3 separate regions of the Sus scrofa genome follow, and regions 1 and 2 are each linked to region 3. The links are chromatin contacts, called in public HiChIP or PLAC-seq and promoter capture Hi-C maps. All regions are on one chromosome and are shown on one strand. The core of a region is the stretch at or near the end of the contact, and the rest is flanking DNA. Distances in the headings are between cores, read along the strand shown. Region 1 overlaps PUM1 (pumilio homolog 1). Region 2 has its middle 69 kb from the start of NKAIN1. Region 3 holds the start of PUM1 (pumilio homolog 1).

Region 1 (3,317 bases), core at 124-2,623, 68 kb after region 3:
TTACATAGGAAATACTGCCCCAGTGTATAGTTTTTACTAGTATATTACATTTGTATAAAATGGTTTGTACTTTATAAAACTTTTCCATATGTATCATTTTATTGATGTTTATAACTGCTCTGTTTTAAACAAAATGATCCCTGTTTTATAGACAAGAAAACTAAAGACTCAGGTTTAATGACCTGTTCAAAGTCCAGTAAATACTAATACCAGTAAGTGTTAGCAGTTGAGATAGACTGTAGTTTCTGTATTGTCTGTGTTAGTATTTTCCTAAAGATCCTATGGCTATGAATACCTTCTCTTAAACATTAAAAACTTTTGAGGCGTTTCTGCTGTGATGCAATGGGTTAAGAATATGACTGCAGTGCCTTGGGTTGCTGCAGAGGCGTGGGTTTGATCCCTGGCTCAGCGGAGTGGTTTAAAGGAGCCAGTGTCACAGCTGCTGCTCAGGTTCAGTCCCTGGCCTGGGAACTTCCATATGCCTTGAGTGTGGCCTTTGAAAACAACAAAAAAAACCTAAAAACAACTTGAGAATACCATAAAACATATCAGCCCATTTTTACCTTTATTCTCTCTGTAGGGTCTTTAGATTTCTAAGAGATAATTTTTATGATTTTAAACCCTGTGTTCTGTATTTCTCTATCTCTTTTTTTCCCTTTTATGGTCACCCCCAAGGCATATGGGAGTTCCTGGGCTAGGGTCAAATTTTAACCATAGCTGTCAGCCACAGCCACAGCCACAGCAACTCAAGATCCGAGCTGCATCTGCGAGCTTTGTGGCAATGCTAGATCCTTAACCCACTGAGCGAGGCCAGGGATCAAACCTGAATCCTCACGGACACTATGTCAGATTCTTAATCCCCTGAGCCACAACAGGAACTCCTGTTATTCTCTTAATAATAGACCTTGGACAGAATAGCTTTCTTTGTGCTTTTGGTGTCATTCAGAAATTAGGCTTCATGTCAATTATTTTAATTTAGGGCTTTTATTGATTTACTGAATTGTTAAAACGTTCTATTGAAATATGACCCATGTATATGAAAGGATACAGGTCATAAATATTCATCTTCATTAATTTCTGCACATTGAAAATACCCCATGTATTCCATCCAGATTAAGTGTGGAAGTCCCTCACCAACAAATAGAAGGAACCTGTTGTTCTGCTGTAGCATTAATAGACTGTTCAGAGTGGAGAACCAGGTAGCTGTATTTTACATAATAGACTATACACTATTGGCAAAAACCAGCTCATTCCAGGGATATCTTTGAAAATCTAGCCCTTGGCAGTATAATTGAGAATGTAAGCTTAGTGATGAGTGTTCAGGCCAGAACATTTGGCATACAGAAGGGGAATAGCTTTTTGGCAAGCCCTCGTGAAGGGTCACTGAGGAGAGATCATGAAGAATGTTCATTTGGTGAGTGAGTCTGTTCTGTACCCAGATTTCTTTCTTGTCGGTGAAACTTCCTACTGTTGCTTTATTGCATTTCCTTCCCATTTTTGACTATAGCCCTTTTGAACTCCTTGTGAAAAATTGGAGTGGAACTTGCTCTTCCTGAGTCTGTGACTTGATTTATAGAGTTGTGGATGATCACTTAAGTGTGTTGTTGGTAGGATGATCTTCTGATACTTTTTTATTGTTAACATTAGTGGTGTTTAATTCAGGTAGAGTTATCACCACCTCCTGGACGCCTGGTGATAAAAATGATGGGAGGATCCTTCTTATTTTAGCAGTTAGTTTTGCAGGGTTTTTTGGATCATTTCGGTTTTCCTTGTCGTAGTTTTTGAGCTTCTGCTTGGCACTCTATAATCAGTGCTGGGGATATGAAAATGAGTACATAGCTTCTGTCAGTTTTACCTCTGTGGGAGGGGGAGCTGTACCTCTGGACATTTTGAAAGCTCTTCTTGTTTTTAGAATCCTGTCATATTCCCACATCTGGTTTGGGATCTCCGTGCTTAATTGGCTGTTACTTACTCCTTTTGAATCAATAACGGTCTTACACTTAGAAGATGTGAAAGTCATATCTCATTTGCTGCCAGAACCAGAACTATAGTTTACATCTTATTGCCACATGAACCTTAAATTGTGTATTCCTTTTCAGTTCCTTCTTGTATGTTCCTCTATTCATATTAGCCATGAGATCTTTCTTTTTCTGTCTTTTTTGAGCAAAGAATGATTTGAAAGTAAAATGGGCTTTGAACTGGTATTTATAAGGTCCAAGATTGTGAAGATTCCTGAGTCTGGTCTTTCTGGGCCAGAGGTGGTGAAGAACTACTTTGAGAATATCTATTTTGCATTTACAGGCCTACCTCTTCACAACAGAGTGTCTGCTACTTGAGCTTCCATTTGTGATTTCCCCCCCTGCTCAGTGAAATTTTGGTTATGGTGACTCAAATGCTGTACAGTAGCTCTCATCATGTTCTGATTGGATCTTACTTCTTACCTGGAGCTTTCTTTTGGTGCAGGTGTATTTGTTTGTTTCTTAAAGCAGAAGTCTGTGCTGGGGACAAGCGAGGTCACCTCTCTTTAGTTTTACAAAAGCCACAATTACCTAACCCTTCAGTTTAGTTTTGCAAAGCTCTCTGTACCATGTCAGGTCACTATACCAAACCTTTTCCTTTTGGAAACCAAGACACATTTGCTTTAAATGTCCAGGCCTTGTCTTAGGATGTTGGTAAGAGGAGGTAGGCTGAATTTCCTTAGAAAACAGGACATCAGTGTGCTTGGCACCATGTCAGTTCTTTTAGGTCCAGTCTTTCAATCTTTGTAGTTTGAAGCAGTTGAGAGGTAGATTCTATTGTGTCAATGCTTCAGCTTAACATGCTCGCTTGAAGTCTCCCTACTAAGAGACAGGCACTGGAAGACAACCAATAAACACTTTTTAGAGTACTCTTTGTGAGAGAATTTCACGGTTACATGTAACATGTTTTGAAGGATTAAAAAATTCAAGTTAAGGATGATCGGTGAATTATTGATGCAATAAAGTGTGAGACATTGTGGAACTGGGGTGGTGGTGGTACAGATTGGCAGGTCATATATCCCAAGATGAAATGTACAGAGTAATTGAATTGGAATAATGTTAGACCACACTTAGCCCAATATTCAGAAGTAAGGGCTGAATTTACATAGGCAGTGGCGAAGTAGGAAATTCATTTTATAGGCTTACCACTTTTTAACTATGCTCTTAACTGTCACTCCTGGGCTTACTAGGAGTCGTGCTGTTATGTAGAGTTAGATTTGAGAGGAGAGAAGTAGAACTAAGAGATACAAAGTTGTGGTTGGGCTTGGGGTAGAAAGGAAAAAAATGGGGTGGTGGGAT
Region 2 (3,309 bases), core at 659-3,158, 69 kb before region 3:
AAAAAAGAGCAGCCAATGAAACCACTGACCATACCTTTTTTTTAGGGCCAAACCCATGGCATACAAAAGTTCCCAGGCTAGGAGTCAAATCAGAGCTATAGGCGCTGGCCTATACCACAGCCACAGCAACATAGGGTCTGAGCTGCATCTGCAAACTATACCACAGCTTATGGCAACGCCAGATCTTTAGCAAGGCCAGGGATCAAAGTTGTGTCCTCATGGATACTAGTCAGATTCATTACTGCTGAGCCACAACAGGAACTCCCTGACTCTACCTTTTAATAAGAGGATTGGCGAAGAATCTGTGATCAACTTTAATCTGTCACATCATCTAAAGTCTCTCCATTCCGCTGCATTTAATACATGTGTAGCCTCAACTCCTACTGTGCCAAGACTTGTACAGTGTACTAGGGGTGAAATGATAATGGATGTTTGTTTATTTATTTATTAGGCATATGGAAGTTCCCAGGCTAAGGGTTGAACTGGAGCTGCAGCTGCTGGTCTATGCCACAGCCACAGCATCACCAAATCCGAGCTGCATCTGTGACCTTTGCTGCAGCTCGAGGCAACGCCTCATCCTTAACCCACTGAGCAAGGCCAGGGATCAAACCCGCATCCTTATGGACACTATGATGTGTTTTTAATCCACTGAGCCACAATGGGAGCTTCTGGGGACATTGAAAACCACCACTGTGTGGAGTTCCTCCTGTGGAGCAGTGGGTTAAGGGTCTGCCTTTGCTAGAGCTGTGGTGTAGGTTGCAGCTGTGGCTGGGATTCCATCCCTTGCCCAGGAACTTCCATATGCTATGGGTTAGGCCATAAAAAAAAAAAAAAAAAAGGAAACAAAAACCCTATGCTTAATAGAGTAGCTCTCTTGTTTCTTCTAAATTTCTGGGGGAGCTGGATTTGTAGATGCATTTGGGAATAGGGGCTGGAGAAAATGGAACAGGCTCTACATACAGGGTGAGAAGAATTTTGGAGGATCTGTGGGACAAACTGGAAAAAGATGAGTAAGGGGGCAGGGAAAACACCTGGAAAACCTGGAGGGGGTGAGCTGGATGAAAATCTCCTGGTAGGAGTTCCTATTGTGGTGCAGCAGAAACAAATCCGACTATGAACCATGAGGTTTTGGGTTCGATCCCTGGCCTCGCTCAGTGGGTTAAGGATCTGGCGTCGCCATGAGCTGTGGTGTAGGTCGTAGATGCGGCTCGGATCTGGCCGATGGCATCTGTGGCTGTGGCGTAGGCCAGCAGCTGAAGCTCCGATTCGACCCCTAGCCTGGAAACTTCCATATGCCTCGGGTGCGGCCCTAAAAAGAGAGAAAGACAAAACAAACAAACAAATCAAAAAAAAACCCAAAAGAAAATCTCCTGGTAGAAGAGGCACTTTTCAGACAGATGTCTAATATTCACATCCATTCATCCAACAGTTGTCCACCTACCACCCACCAGTGCTGTGCACTGCAAACACAGTGGTGAGCAAGATCAGGGCCTACCTACAGTCTCAGGGAAGACGAAAACAACCAAAAAGTAAAAACAAGATAATTACACACTGTGATTAGTACAGTTCTTTTGAGCAAATACAAAATACATGTTTGTTAAGGGTTGGCGGGTGGTCATCATTTCATAGGAGAGGAAGCAGCATCCACGCAGGGGGAAGGACTTGCCGCAAGGCTCAGCAGAGTCTCGGACCTCCGGGTCCGCAGGGCGGCCATTCCGGCGGGGACCAGCAGGGGAGGCTGTGGAGCTAGCAGCGTCCTGGAAAAGTCCAGGGCCTCGGCGACTGGCCCTCGGCCCCGCCCATCGTGCCCCTTCCGACCTCCCGCCTTCCGCCCCATAGGGTCCCTCCCGCCCGCCGCTCCCGGAGCTTGGGCCCCGCCTCCAGCCCCACCCCTCAAGGAGCGCCTCGCCCCCGCTTCCGGCTCTTCCCAGCCCCGCCTAGTTCCTTCAGAGAGGGCCCCGCCCACCCCTCTCTGAACCCGGCCGCTCCCGCCCGGTCTCCCGGGTCGAGCCTGGCCGCCGCTCTCCAACTCCAGCTTTCCCGGCTCGAGCCCCACCCCTTCGCCCCGCGGACTCCCTTTGTTCCACAGCCAACCCGCCGGTTTTGGGAGTCGCTGACTCAGCAAAGTGGAACCGGACCTTGGCGCCTCCACCCGCACCCTATCCTCCCTGTAGGACTGGCGGTTGGCGCCTGGGGAGGTGGGAGGTGCGATCGCGCCGGCCCAGCCCTTCTTTTGTTCCATAGAACATTCCTTTGCTCTAGCCCTCCCAACCTGGAGAGTCTGTGGTTAATGTTTCAGGTTACGGTTTGGGACCATGACACCAAATCTGCAGCCCTGAAACCTGGCTCCTGCCACGTCCTCGTTGGCGTTGAGCAATTCTTTTGTCTTCCCTGTACCTTAGTTTGCTCACTTGTAAAATGGGAGCCAAAATGCTGATCACTGTTGCTGGGAGATTAATTTTTTTTTTCTTCTCAATATGGCCACACGCGAGGCACATGGAGATTTCCAGGCTAGGGGGTCCAATAGGAGCTGTAGCTGCCGACCTACGCCAGAGCCACAGCGACTCAGGATCCGAGCTGTGTCTGCGACCTACACCACAGCTCATGGCAACGCCGGATCCTTGACCCACTGAGTGAGGCCAGGGATAGAACCCACAACCTCATGGCTCCTAGTGGGATTCCTTTCCGCTGCAGAAAGGAACTCTGCTGGGAGATTAACTGTGAAAACACAGCTATGAAAGCTGCAGGCACAAAGTGAATGCTAGGTGGTTGGCTTTGGAAAGTCTCCACTGATAAAAAGCTAGCTAAAGTTCACCTCTTTCCTTTCATCCCACTTTGCAGGACGATTCTTTGCCTTCTTCAGATTTTTGTTTTGTTTGTTTGTTTTTTGTCTTTTTGCCTTTTCTAAGGCTGCTCCCACAGCACATAGAGATTCCGAAGCTAGGGGTCGAATTGGAGCTGTAGCCACAGGCCTACACCAGAGCCACAGCAACAAGGGATCCGAGCTGTGTCTGCAACCTACGCCACAGCTCACAGCAACGCCGGATCCTTAACCCACTGAGCAAGGCCAGGGATTGAACCCACAACCTCATGGTTCCTAGTGGGATTCGTTGACCACTGCGCCACGACGGGAACGCCTGCCTTCTTCAGATCTTTAAAGTCTCACTTAAATAAAGGTCTTCCCTGCTTGCTCCCACACACCTACACACTCCTGGAGTTATCCTGTCACACAGGATAGTAGTAGGCAATAACTTTCTGCATTCAAATACTTTTTTTTTTTATGGACGCATCTGAGGCATATGGAAGTTC
Region 3 (3,225 bases), core at 84-2,583:
TTTATGTGTTTATTGGCCATTAATGATTTTAAATCTATTTTGGATTGCTCTTTTTTAATTGATTAGAGAATTTCTGTATTTATATGAAGATTAGCCATTTGTCTACTATGAGCATTACAATATTTTAAAGCCATCTTCTCATTTATTCATTGATGGTGGCATCTCTTACTGTATAGATGTTTACATTTCTTTCGATCTTTTTTTTTTTGGCTGCACCAGTGATATATGGAATTCTTGGGCCAGGGATCCAATCCAAGCCACAGCTGTGACCCACACCACAGCTGTGGCAATGCCGATACTTAACCTGCTGTGCCACAGCAGGAACACTTCAATTTTTAAAATAATTTATTGATTTTGTTTCATTATAAACATTTCGTATAAACATTTCCCTTCTCTAATTATAAAGCTTTCCCCCCTATGTCCTCTTCTGGTCTTTTATAGTGTTGTGGTTTGCATACTTTTTCAATCCATCCTGGGTTTAGTTTGAGATATAGTAACTGTATCTTATGAAATACTACTGATTTGAAAAGTCACGTTCATCAAATGGCCAAATATTTATTCTTTTTCGATACTGTAACGAGTAACAACAGCTAACACTGAATGAGTGCCTACAAACAAGGTTGGCTTTGGGTCTTGGTTTTGGTTTAATGTTCTATCGCAGTCTTGAAATTCGTTAACAGTTTTGAACAAGACCCCCCAGTCCCCCACCCCCCGCACTTTCATTTTGTGCAAATTCTGTAGTGGCCTGTTTACAAGTCCCAGGCACTGCACTAAGCATTTCACATTATTAAATACAATAATAATGCATTTAATCCTCAGTACAAGGGTGTTAGGTAGCAATTCTCATTTTCCCATTTTACAAATGGGGCAAAGCGGCAGGAAGATTATAAACAAAGCTACAGAGGTAAAAAGCTGCAAGCAAAGGGGTCGGAACCCAGCACCTGTCACGCCAGAGCCTTGGAATAAGAGACCATTAACCTGTAGGCAGGTACAATCTGCCGGTGAAACTGGGAGAGCGCGGGGGCGGGAGGTGTCGCGGCTAAGGTCACTGCCCGGACCCCGCCGCGTGCCCAGCTCCGTGCGGTGGTGCCGGGTTGGGAGATGCGCACCGCCGGCGCTCCAGTGCGGGCCCGCGGGACGCCGCCTTCTGTCCGCGGCGGCGCGCGCTCGCCTAGCGGGCGGGCACTCGCGCGCGCAGCAGTTGTGTTGCCTGCGAGTTTCCCAAGTTCACACAGGCCCCAGGTTGGCATGGCAACCAGGCAACCTGTTCCAGAGCTGCCTGCCTTCTCCGCACATGCCGCTGCCACAGCCGGAGTCCGGGCCCGAGCCTATCCCATGATGCACCGCGCCAGCCCAGTCCCCAGTGGGCCGCCATGTTGTCGGAGTGAAAGGTAAGGGGGAGCGAGAGCGCTGGAGAGAGAAGATCGGGGGGCTGAAATCCATCTTCATCCTACCGCTCCGCCTGTGAGTATCCGCACCCCGCCAGCCCCAAACGCTGCTCCGGACCCCCAGCGAGCAGATTGTCCCTTTGTATTGGTGTTTGAGATCGGTTGGGGGGTTGAGAAGGGCTTTGGAAAAGCCGCCGGGGCCCTGGCTGAGGCTTCTCACTCGCTGTTCCTCGTACATGTTTTGGAGTCAGCAGCAAGGCCCCTATTGTTATCAAAGGAGGGAGGGGGTGGGGAGCGGGGTTCGAGCGAGGAAAATGCAGGGGGTTTAGGCCCGGGCCCAGGGCATAGACGTGCCTTTACGTTACTGCTCGGCCTTGTTGGAGCCCCCGAAGATTGATGTTGCCGTTCGCGTTGCTTTTTTGATGGGTTTGCGAAGCCCCGAGTCTTCTGTGTGGCCGTGGAGTGTAATTCTGTGCCACCCTGGATTTCTTCGACTTCTTGAGCTTCCGAGGCAGCGCCGGAGCAGGAGGAACAATAAATCGCTTTAGAAGCAGCCGTGGCCCTTTTCTGCAGGCGAGAACCCACCGTGGGGGAACTTTGCGAGCCTTAAATGTGGAGAAGTAGGCGATCAGGAAGTTTCAGATCGCTTTTTAGGCTCCTGGGTACTTGTGGCCTTTTGTTTCCGTGAGAGCTTGTTTTTGGTGGGTTCTCGCTCTTGGAGCTTCCCGGTGTTGGTGCGTGTCTGTCTCAACTCGGAGAGGGGTTCACGCCTCGCTAGTAAGTAAACAGATACAGAGTGCTAGATAGTTTTAGTCCTCACCGACGTTCTTGGTAAACATAGATAATTTGTTATACTTGTCAGTACCACTCCCACGTCAAGTGAGGACTACTCTGCTGTAACTTTGCTCCCCCCCCCACATTCCCCCTCCCCCACAACATTATCGGGGTAGGTTTTATCCTCTATAACTGGAAGGATACTCTTCGTTGTCCGATTAAGAAAACACGGTTCTTAGTTGTCGATATCACTTCGTTCCCTTCCTGCTCTGCCTGAGATCGAGACTGGGAGTTTATAAGGCTATTTTGGGGGTTCTGTTTTAAAATCAGGTCTTTTTGAAACCGTAGGTTTGTAGTTGTAGCTTTTGTTTGTTTTAAGTAAAACACATTTAAACTCGCCAGGACAGAGGTGGCTCCCAGTGCAGTTTTAGTAAGCAAAATAAACATTTTGACTCATTGCTGATTTTAACTTTATAAAACACTCTTGGGGGCTGTTGATTCTTTATCTAGATTTTTGAGAAATACTCACTGGATTTTGAACTTTATGAGTTAGCGTTGTGCCTTGGCCACAACTGGATTCATTTTGTTCAAGGCCACAGTTTTTTTTGAAGTTGTGTTTGAAGTTTCGTTTGGGTTTGAGATGAACTGCTTTAAAATAAATTCATGACCACAGGATATTTTTTTCAGTGCGGTAAAAATATACACCTTTTGAACCGCAAAGCATTTCAGTAAATAAAAGGTGAGCTGTGGAGATAGATTAAATCATTTTCCTTTGTTTGAAATAAAACCTATTAGTGATATTTAAAAAAAAAAGCCTTTGATGTAAACAGTTTGAAAATGGTGGAGAATAACTAGAATCCACATTTATTTTTAGTTACTTAAAATATTTATAATGGAAAAATTTTTTTTTAAATCAAATGCTCCACGTAACTTTTTCGTGGGTTTGTGAGTTCTTTAAAAGGCATCCGCAATTTAAATGTTTTCTAATATTTAAGTGATTAATTTCTTAATTTTAATGCTGCAATTGTCAAGATATTACCAAGCCACCCAAGACACATGTTAA

Evidence for each region. Promoter capture Hi-C pulls out the DNA fragments that hold promoters and counts their contacts. HiChIP or PLAC-seq counts read pairs in DNA pulled down with a chosen protein or histone mark.
Region 1: an H3K27ac HiChIP or PLAC-seq map of alveolar macrophages shows a contact between it and region 3. The contact joins the enhancer-like site here to the promoter of PUM1 in region 3. A contact is called at or near these places in 1 of 5 promoter capture datasets (fetal liver), 7 of 47 Hi-C or Micro-C datasets (blood, liver and skeletal muscle) and 2 of 2 datasets of contacts at active chromatin or transcription factors (alveolar macrophages and skeletal muscle).
Region 2: a contact with region 3 is called in a promoter capture Hi-C map of liver, with 5 times the contacts expected there. The contact joins the enhancer-like site here to the promoter of PUM1 in region 3. A contact is called at or near these places in 1 of 5 promoter capture datasets (liver), 9 of 47 Hi-C or Micro-C datasets (alveolar macrophages, embryonic fibroblasts, epiblast stem cells and 3 more) and 1 of 2 datasets of contacts at active chromatin or transcription factors (alveolar macrophages).

Annotation. Positions count from the first base shown.
Region 1 is chr6:87,617,962-87,621,278 of Sscrofa11.1, reverse strand. All of the region lies in intron 5 of PUM1 (pumilio homolog 1), which reads left to right. Among named protein-coding and RNA genes, the nearest start is that of PUM1, 68 kb to the left of the region's middle. Within about 2 kb of position 1,373, at least 2 of the 83 cell types and tissues checked have an H3K27ac peak or open chromatin away from gene starts, as enhancers often do. A contact at or near this core is called in alveolar macrophages, where this site is marked.
Region 2 is chr6:87,755,295-87,758,603 of Sscrofa11.1, reverse strand. No RefSeq gene overlaps it. Among named protein-coding and RNA genes, the nearest start is that of NKAIN1, 69 kb to the left of the region's middle. Within about 2 kb of position 1,908, at least 68 of the 83 cell types and tissues checked have an H3K27ac peak or open chromatin away from gene starts, as enhancers often do. A contact at or near this core is called in alveolar macrophages, embryonic fibroblasts, epiblast stem cells and 2 more, where this site is marked.
Region 3 is chr6:87,685,591-87,688,815 of Sscrofa11.1, reverse strand. PUM1 (pumilio homolog 1) reads left to right here and starts at 1,333. Exons shown (of 22, transcript XM_021095736.1): 1 at 1,333-1,464.